Linked DNA regions of Mus musculus: region 2 is linked to region 1. The links are chromatin contacts, called in public Hi-C maps. All regions are on one chromosome and are shown on one strand. The core of a region is the stretch at or near the end of the contact, and the rest is flanking DNA. Distances in the headings are between cores, read along the strand shown. Region 1 holds the start of Flvcr2 (feline leukemia virus subgroup C cellular receptor 2). Region 2 overlaps Ttll5 (tubulin tyrosine ligase-like family, member 5).

Region 1 (4,852 bases), core at 934-3,433:
CTCTGTGTAACCCTGGCTGTCCTGGAACTCTGTAGACAAGGCTGGCCTTGAACTCAGAAATCCACCTGCCTCTGCCTCCCAAGTACTAGGATTAAAGGCGTGCGTCACCACCACCCAGCTTTTTTTTTTTTTTTAAACTTATGAAGAGAAAAAGAAATCTGCCTTTAGAGAAGTTTTAGGACGTTTCTGCCTAAGTCAGAGGTTACACACATTTTCTAAATTAAATGAACTGGTAAGACAAAATCGGCTCACCAGAGCTAAGGGTGACCAGTGATCTGTCAGCAGCAGCTTGGACAGCATGCAACTTGGAAGAAATGAATCTGGGGACCTAGGCTCCAATTAAAGAAGGGCCCATAAACATTTGCTTTGCCTCAAATACACAGAGAAAGCAATCAGATGCATAACACACCCAAGCTTCTAAGTGAGAACCATTCTAAGATCATAAGAACGTGGAATTGCTTGCCCCAGGAAGAGAAAAGGCAAAAGGAGAAAGACAGAAGATGCTTAGACCAGAAGCTTTCTTGGAAGTTCGCAGTGAGATTTCTACTCTCTCCTACTCGACTTGGCTCTAAATCCCAGAGAGTTTAGGGCAAAGCCTGGTTCCAGGTGTCCTGGTTTCAGCTCTGCGTAAAAGGTAAGAACAGCCCAGCCCACAGTTTCGTGCACAGAGGATCTTGAGTTCTAGCAAATCTGGCTGGTCCAGCTAAAACCACCAAGGACACCTAAACAGCCACCTGGCAGTCAAAGATTGCTACCAGAGAAAAGACCAGCATTCCTAAAATTGGTGGAACTGGTGTACTGATAAAGGCTGGGGAGAAACACCATCAAAAAACGATCATATTTTAATTAGTATGCTTCCTACAGGCTAGGAAAAACTGTGGATGAAAGAAAAAGTCCTTTGTTTGTGACCCCCGCCCCATTAATCTTCAATGTCACTGACAGTCACAATCACCCAACTACACTGTCAGTCCACACCCAACCACAAAGCCACCCAAGAGTCATAAAGTCTGTGAACCAGAAAACTACAGCTTCTCTCATCGTCAGGTACCCTCTAACATACTCAGCCCCATCATGGTGAGATGCTCTCTCTCTTTGGAACAGCCGTCCACACACACACCCGCCCTCTACTCACCTGATTGCCAAACACAGCCACGGAGCAGGCTGTTGAAACCTCATCAGCTCCAAACCAGACCGAAGCAATGCGTGAGGGCATGCCCAGAATGAAGACCTGTGCCACAGAGCAGATGACCTGACCCACCATTGTGACCGGGAAGAGGTGAGGCTCTAGGCTGCCCAGCTTTACCCAGGCTCCCAGGCAATTGAGAGCTGAGCCGGTGATAGCGATGGTTCGAAGACCAAATTTCTCCAGCATCCAGGCCACGGGCAGGAGCAGAGGGATGTAGGTCAGCATGTAGCACATGGACAGCCAATCAATGGCAAAGGCACTGACACCGTAGAAGTTCATGAAGATGTTATTGATGGAGCCGTACTGAATCCACTGGAAGGCATTGCACAAGGAGTAGCAACTGAACACCAGGACCACGACCCAACGACGCTTGCTCACCTTGATCACGCTGTCTTCTCTAACCAAGCTACTATGATGGGTCAAACCGCTGGGTTGAGCCAAGGTACTGGGGAGTGCTGAACTGCTGGGACGGACAGAGACGCTGGGGTCGATGGAGACACTAGGATGGATGGAGACACTGGGGTGGCCTGAGACGCTGGGGTGGCCTGAGACGCTGGGGTGGCCTGAGACGCTGGGATGGATGGAGCCGCTGGGCTGGGTGGAGTAGCTGGTGTCCATCTGGAATTCCGACTCTGGCGCAGGTCTGTCATTGCTCTCCTCCTGGTTGAGACTTTCATTCACCATGACCACAACGAGCTCCTGAATCCCAGGCACGTACTGACTCCTACAGTCTTATGGGTCAGCAGCCTTTTGCCTGTCCCCCTAGAGCTGAGGCAACACTTCTCCGGGAGCGCACCTCTGTTAGCGGAGAAATCGAGATCTCAGGTTCCTACGATCACTCCCTAGCAAACTGTTGTCCCCCAAGTTGGCCGCAGACGCCTTGCCACGCGTTCCAGGCTGTCCAGATGAAGCGTTGACCGTCCTGGAAAAAGTTTGACTCCTGAACAGCGAACTGTGGCAGGGCGAGCTCGGTTTGCTCCCGGGCAGGCTGGGGCCTCGCCCCCTCGGGCGCACGTGACCGCCCCGCCCCCCGGCCTGCCCGGCTCCCCACGCCCCTCAACCCCTCCCACCCAGGATCCCCTGCCTCCTTGAGCGGGGCTCGCAAGGCGCCGCTCTTGTTTCGCCATAGGTTGGGGTGTACATTCCTCTCCGACGTCCCCGGTGTCATGGAAACCGCCCGGTTAGCCCCCACCCCTACACTTTCCCTAAATTCACTTGTCCCCCCCACTCCCAGAGGTCTTCGTTGGTAAATGAGGACTTCGCCTCACGCCCTTCCGAGGTCAGAGTCTTCTCGGGGCCAGCGGGCGTGCACCGAGGCTCGGAGTCCCTAAACTGCTCAGGGGGATCCGAGAGAGATCCCTACCTTCCTCTCTTTTGCTGGGCTCTCCAGGTGACAGTTCAGTGTGCCTGGTGAAAGGAATGCTTGCTTTTCTCAGAGACCTCCCAGCCGACAAAGACTTATTTTGGTGAACTCGTATATGAACTTGTTTAGTGTCTGACGGGTCCCTGAGGTCTCCCACTAGGGAACCCCGCGAGCCAAGCATAGCCTGGAGGGAAAGTTGTGGAACCAAGTCTCTGCGCAGGCTCTGGGAGTGAGGCAACGAAGTGACTCATACAGCCTCGTAGCCCTCCGCTGCCACCTACCGATCCCCTGAGCGTCACCTCTTAGCCTGGAAGCAAGGCTTTCAGAGAAGGAATGCTGGCTTGCGCTGGTCCCTACAACTCCATGGGTTCACAGTGATAAAGAACCCAAAATTTAGGTTGGATTCCGGTTTAGCGACTTAGGCGTGTAACAATAGGTCACTGAACACCACTTCTGAGCTCCCGTTTCTTTTGCAAAATGTAGATGGTGAAATAATGGCCCTTAGAAAAATCCAGCCAGGCGTGGTGGCACACACCTTTAATCCCAGCACTCGGGAGGCAGAGGCAGGTGGATTTCTGAGTTCGAGGCCAGCCTGGTCTACAGAGTGAGTTCCAGGACAGCCAGGGCTATACAGAGAAACCCTGTCTCGAAAAAAAAAAAAAAAAAAAAAAGAAAAATCCCTGGCTGATAATTCGTTCAACAAATGTTTCCTATCCTGCCAAAAGGCTAGCATTTGTTGCCACGGGGTAAATGTGCTTCATGGGTGAGCATGCCGGGCATTCTATAATGTAGTTACTATTGCTTGCCCTGGGTGTGTGTGTCTGTATGTGTGCATGTGTATGGTGTATGTGCAGGCACTCAAGGCTTTGAAAACATCGAGCTGTAAGCTCTCGGCCTTCTTGCCTCGTGCTATAGACAAGAAAACAAGCCTTTTAGAACTCAGTTAACTAAGGTCCCAGCTGGCCTGAAAAGTCATACTTCCCATCATTCAAGCTACCACACAGTTACATAAGAGCAGTCTGAGCTGCAGCCTGGGTGGCTCCTGGAAACCTGGTGGTGTTTTTGTTTTGCCTTTTTTGTCTGTTTTGGCTTGGTCTTTTTGAGACAGGGTTGCTCAGGGTAACCTTGAATTCCACACCCTCTCAATCCTAAATGGTGAGTTTACAGGTGTATATCACCATGCCCGCCCCCCTGCCAAGCTTGTTTCAAGGGAAGATTCCCAGATCCCCAGGTTCAGCCCAGAACTCCTGAATTAGAACATTTGAACAGAATCTCCAGGTGATTCATGTGTGTTCACACGTTGAATCTTGAGGGACACTGCTTCCTTGTCCTCCCCGACCCCCCCCCCCTTTTAAAGCTCTGCAGTGGTGTTTACAACTTGAGTCTGCACATTAGAATCAAGAATAGGTGATGGCGAAGAGAGATGGTTCAGGGTTTAAGGGGGCTTGCTGCTTTCTCAGAGGAGTTGAGTTCAGTTCCCGCACTCACACTGAGTGGCTCACAACCATCTGTAGCATGAGGGAATCTTCCAGCCTCAGGCACCTGCTGACCTGTGAGCACATGCACGGATGTAAATGTAAATAACAACAACATGCTGACCTGTGAGCACATGCACGGATGTAAATGTAAATAACAACAACAATAATAATCTTTAAAAAAAATAGAATCTATCTGAGTGGATGGTGGTGTGGGGCATTCATTGGACAAGGTGGCTCAGACACAGGCTTAAGCTATAGAAAGTCTATATTAGCGATGTTTGGGATTCCAGTGTAGCACCAAGACTTGCTCAGGAAGAAAGCCGCTTTTTTTTTTTTTTAAGATTTATTTATTTATTATGTGTGAGTACACTGTAGCTGTCTTCAGACACTCCAGAAGAGGGTGTCAGATCTCGTAACGGATGGTTGTGAGCCACCATGTGGTTGCTGGGATTTGAACTCTGGACCTTTGGAAGAGCAGTCGGGTGCTCTTACCCACTGAGCCATCTCACCAGCCCCCTGAAAGCCGCTTTTTGAGTCGCCACATCTTAATTAGTAAGAACAGTTAGCCAGAAGCACTGCTACAGAAGCCAAAAAGCAAGGCTAGCATGTGTCGAGATTGTCCCAGAGCTATGGACTAGGTCTTTGTTTTCATGTTGGCAGATGGCGCTGTCTATGCTCTGAGTGTAATAGCCTTAGTGATACTTCCGTCATGGAGTTGGGTGTGCTAAGGTCTGTGGACCTGTCTCAGGTGGGAGTCCACTCACATCCTAGATGTCCATTGCATCTAAGGATAGCTGGGAGCCATCTAAGGCCCCTGTCCTAGCA
Region 2 (4,852 bases), core at 1,100-3,599, 210 kb before region 1:
TTGCCACACACCTTCCTTCCCTGCAGGGATTTCAGTCCCATTTCCTATTAAGTTGGCAGCTTTGGTTTCTGAACAGCTTCTGTGGAACATAGACCTCTCTTTTAAATCTTTGCATAGATTTGTCATGTTGTTGTTTTATAAAGTGTTCTAAAAAGCACACAATTTTGTATTTTCCATTTTACATGTACTTACTTAACACGTAATAATGTTAAATACATTCACATTATTCTACATTAAATCCTAAAATATTTTCATTTTGCAGGGCTGAAATTCTATACCTACTAAACACTGACAGACTGACGTTTCCTCTCCTCTTGCCCAGCCCTTGGCAACCCCGTACATTCTATCTCTATGGCCCTGGGTGCTTTAGAGAGTGCATGTGTTTGTTCCTTTGTGATGGGCTCATCTCAGTGCACTAGCTAAAGGTTCTGTCATTCTGTAGCAATAATGTCTGAAAGGACCGAAGTCTGATCCGTTCTTCATTGTCTTTTCAATTGCCTGTGCCATAAAATGCAGTTACCAGCATATGCTGTCTGGAATGGCTCTCTAATTGTTTCATGTGTATACAACTCCTTTTCATACCAGATGTTAACTTCTTGGTGATCAAACACCAGGGATTACATATCTTTTAATCCCTACCTACCTGTAAACCCTCTACTGAGTACAAGGACCACACAGTCTGGAGATCAGAGGCTACTCTGTATTACTTGATGCTCCAGCCTGGCATGTAGCATAATGCCTGACATAGGAAATGCGCAGGAAATATCATGAACACAGCAAATGCTGCTGACCAATGACCAAGAATGAAAAGATGTTAAGTCAGAGACCTGAGTCTCTGCACTATTCCCCCAGCACTATTTGGGGGAAGTAATTTAAACAAATGGAGAAAAGTTATTAGCTAAACTGGAATCAGAATCTTTGAAAAATTTATTCTACATGTTAGACACAGCAGAACACCAGGCTTTTTCTGACTGGTTACTGAAGAACAGGACAGAGGGAAGGAGTAACAGAGACTGTCTGCAATTGTCAGGATTCCCATTCTCTGGTAGAATGCCAAGTTTGGAGATGGAAGCGCTTACTTGGAGTTAGAGCTGACTGAGCATCTCATGCCCAAAATATCAAAATATCTTGTCCCATTACAAGTACGAATAAACTCTGCATGTATTCTGTCAATTCTCCTAACTTTAACATCGAGGAACAGATAAATCCCTAGGATCTCTCTCTGTGTGTGTGTGTGTGTGTGTGTGTGTGTGTGTGTGTGTGTGTGTGTGTGTATGTATGTGTGTGTGTGTGTGGGGGGGGGTGCATGTGTGTGAAAAAGCCAGAGATGGATAAAAATAATTCAATGACAAATGCTGGAAAAACACACAAAGGGGCAGAAGCCAGACATTCGTGGGATTCCCTGACAGCTCGACCCACAAGGAAGGGCTGGTCTGGAAAAAACAGGGCCTCAGGTTCCTGCCAAGCTGTCTGAGGCCCTGTCCTTCCCAAATCACTCCAAGCAGCAGCCAAGGCTTTATAAGTAACCCTTCCAGGTCTCATAATAGGACTCAGGAAGAGAAAAACACCCTCAGCCCACCAGGCGCTCCTCACCTAGAAAGTCTCCCTGGCGATGTGGTCCAGCTCCATGGAAGGAGAGAGGAGAGAGACTTGCACACCTGCTCTCAGCCTCAAATGGTTCCCTCTGTGCCCAGAAAACCCAAAATGGGAAACCCAATCTTGCTCACTAGCTGGGGAAAATCCAAAATAGCCAGGTACTAACATCTAGAGACCAGAGACAAGGCCTGAGAAAAAAAGTCATAAAATGTGGTACCTGCATCCTGGAGTCCTGCTGGGTAACGCCACACTGCCCTTGCCTGAGGCATGCCGCAGGCTTTACACATGTGACTGCATTTGGCCCTAACAAGTCTCTCTTCTGGAGAATGGCCTGCAATTAATCTCACTTATTACCTCTGAAAAGTAACAACAGAGGAATGGCGGGCCAAGTCCAACCCCAGAGTGTCTAGGGAACTGCAAGCTGCATGGCCAGGTCTCAGACTGTCTGGGCAAGCTGTGGCTCTCTGCCTCACTCTCCCACAACAAAGCCTGAGCAGGGACTCCAGACAGACCAAAGGAACCAGGGGATTTGAGGCGCTGGACTGAGCTCACACTGACCCAATGGGAGACGACAGCCCTGAGGCTACACTTGGAGCAGTTTCCAACAGCAAGGGAAGAATAAGGTTGTCTGGAGAAAATTTGTGCGATCCATAAAACAGAGAACAATAGCAACAGGGGGAAATGAGGAGTAACATTATCTGCGAGTCTTCGTGAGTCACTGGTTATTCATTCCTGTGGCTACCAAGTCTCTGAGTTCTCCCACATGCTGACGAAAGTACAGCCAGCACCGGGAGTCTCTTTACATCTTAGCTTTGCTGGGCAGCCTAGCTGACTGAATTAGCAGACTGTGGGTCTGGAATCTACTGCTGCCATCACAGAAACTAGTGAGAGTACCTTTTATTTACTTAGCCTCCACTTCCAAGGAGATCAAAGGCAATCCAAAAGCTCTCAAAACAGACCAGTTTATAGGTAAGTATGCTTATCCTATAAAAAGATTAAATAAATAGCTTAGGGTCTCTTAGTGTCAAAAGCAGTAATAAAACTCACATCTCTAAGCTACAACTCCCATCTTCATTAAGGTTAGTCACTTCTTACTACAAAGGAGGAACAAAAGATTAAGTCAATATCCAAAAATACCCTCTTCACAGGGACTTACCAAGTAAAAATGGAAATCAGGCCTCGGGACTCAGCAGAATGCCTTTGGCTGGGACCACAGCACAGCCCAAACTAAGACCTCAGAATTCACTTAGCGCTGCTCTTGGGTGGCTGCTCCCAGAGTTCTACATGGAACTGGAATACTCAAGTTGAGTCCCTAGCCATCCTAGCACCCAGAGGTTACCTGGAGCCATAGAAGACTTCCCAAGGCTCCTTAGACTGCACTGGAGCCTGGCAACAGGCTTTCTGTTTCAATAGAAGCATGGAGAGCTGTTGTAGACAATTATGTCAAGGTGGAAAGCTCAGGGAACTACACGGAGACTGCATCCTGGCTGCAGAGGCACCAGGTCACTGCAGGGCTCAGTGTCTGGCTGGGAGAAGGGCAAAGGAAATTAGGTCTTGGCTCTGACCTTGACATATCCTATCATCTTTCCTCTTATTTCTAACAGGTGCTACCAAGAGAAACGTCTTTAGCCAGCCGGAACTTTTAGTAAAGTCACCCCTACCAAATATTCGAAGTGCTACAAATTCTGTCTCAACCGTGTACTCTGACATCTTGTTTCTAGTAAGAAAGTACCTGTTGCTGTCATCCACATAGACCAGCACAGACTGTGGCACAAATGTGTTCCACAGGACTGCTGGCTCTGCTGTGGTGTGAAAATAGAATATATGCAAACATTTGCAAGGTGAATAAAGCTGTTAAGTATAAACAGCTTCCTTTGTATGACTTGTCTCAGGAATGTGGCTACTCTGTAGATTGTACTAAAGACAACAGACTTTTCCTGTGGGGAGGACTCTGTGGAAAGCGCCCAGTCTTAAAAGTGCTGCAGCCTTGTTTGTCCCCAACTCTTCTGAGTTGGTTCTTCTGATCCCAACCACAATGACTATGGGAATAAGAGACACCACTCCAGGGCATGACATAATGTGCTTATTAGGTTTATGTCACTTCCGGGGCATGGTTTCTGGTTCCAAAATTAGCTCCTTAAACACTAATTCTGACACCAACAGCAACTTCAACAGTTAGGTAGTTTCTCCCTCCCCATGTCTTTCACCTGCCTTTTCAAGCTTCAAGCTTCCAGCAAGTACACAGAAGAGAAGGCAGCTGGGACCACTGGCGTGGGGGTGCTGGGAGCTGTGCTCACACACTGGGCCACCTGATAGCTTCATTTCAAGGGAAGAGGATCCCTGAGGTCAGAAGGCTTCACTCACTCTGATAATCACACCTCCATTGCCCATCTGCCTGAGGGGCTGCCGCTGCGGACTCTACACTCATACAGACAACAGCCCTTCCAACAGGGCTAAGAAAGGGATCATCCATACAATTTGTCATGGTCCCAGTGGATAGGTGTGGTGGCACATGCTTTGAATCCCACCACCCAGGGGGCAGAGGCAGGCGGAGCTGAGTTCCAGGCCAGTCTAAGACAAGACTACTTCAAGTTGGATGGTTGGGAGGTAGGGTTGAATTGGGGGTTGGGGCTGGGGATAAATATGAAAAAACCCAATAAAATGGGAGTAAACACCAAACAAAGTAACAAAACCACTCCAACTATTATTGTGTGTGTCTGTGTGTACACACCATGGCAGTCATGCTGAGCTCTGGGGACAGCAGTCAGGAATGGCTTCCTTCCCTCCCTCCCTCCCACAGTGGCCTGTGGCCTGAGGTCAGGTGCTTAGGCTGTGAGGCAAGCACAGGCCCCAAGCATTTTGGTCAGGTTGAGGCTTTAGTACAAGACCCTTCATTGCCTTTTAGGACACTGCCATACTTGAAAACTGAGAACCAGGGATTTTGTATTTGGGAACCTATTTTGTATTCCCCTACACCCCTCCCCGCTTCATAGACCAAGCCTTGATTTTTATTTCTTAAAAACGCTACATATTTATTTTGTTTCCTGACTCTGTGCTGTGCCTTCAACTCTTTCACAATGATTTTCTGCTCCTCGATAGGAAAGCCTGCTGGATCCCGTCACGGAAGCACCACAGGCCCTGCTGACGCACTTCTTCGTCTTAGACAATCTCCTAAGGACTTTGGGTCTCACAGCCCGAGCCCCTCTCAAGTCAGCCTGGGCACACCGCATGCGGATGTAGGTCCTTTCCCAACCGT

Evidence for each region. Hi-C and Micro-C count contacts between places; a contact is called where the count stands out from the background.
Region 2: a contact with region 1 is called in a Hi-C map of nephron progenitors, with 2.0 times the contacts expected there. The contact joins the enhancer-like site here to the promoter of Flvcr2 in region 1. A contact is called at or near these places in 1 of 39 promoter capture datasets (stem cell-derived epiblast-like cells), 4 of 484 Hi-C or Micro-C datasets (the HL-1 cell line, embryonic stem cells and nephron progenitors) and 2 of 115 datasets of contacts at active chromatin or transcription factors (both in embryonic stem cells).

Annotation. Positions count from the first base shown.
Region 1 is chr12:85,743,870-85,748,721 of GRCm38.p6, reverse strand. It overlaps Flvcr2 (feline leukemia virus subgroup C cellular receptor 2), which reads right to left and starts at 2,183. Exons shown (of 10, transcript NM_145447.2): 1 at 1,133-2,183. The coding sequence starts at 1,870.
Region 2 is chr12:85,957,473-85,962,324 of GRCm38.p6, reverse strand. All of the region lies in intron 29 of Ttll5 (tubulin tyrosine ligase-like family, member 5), which reads right to left. Among named protein-coding and RNA genes, the nearest start is that of Gm51989, 37 kb to the left of the region's middle. Within about 2 kb of position 2,349, at least 149 of the 459 cell types and tissues checked have an H3K27ac peak or open chromatin away from gene starts, as enhancers often do. A contact at or near this core is called in the HL-1 cell line and nephron progenitors, where this site is marked.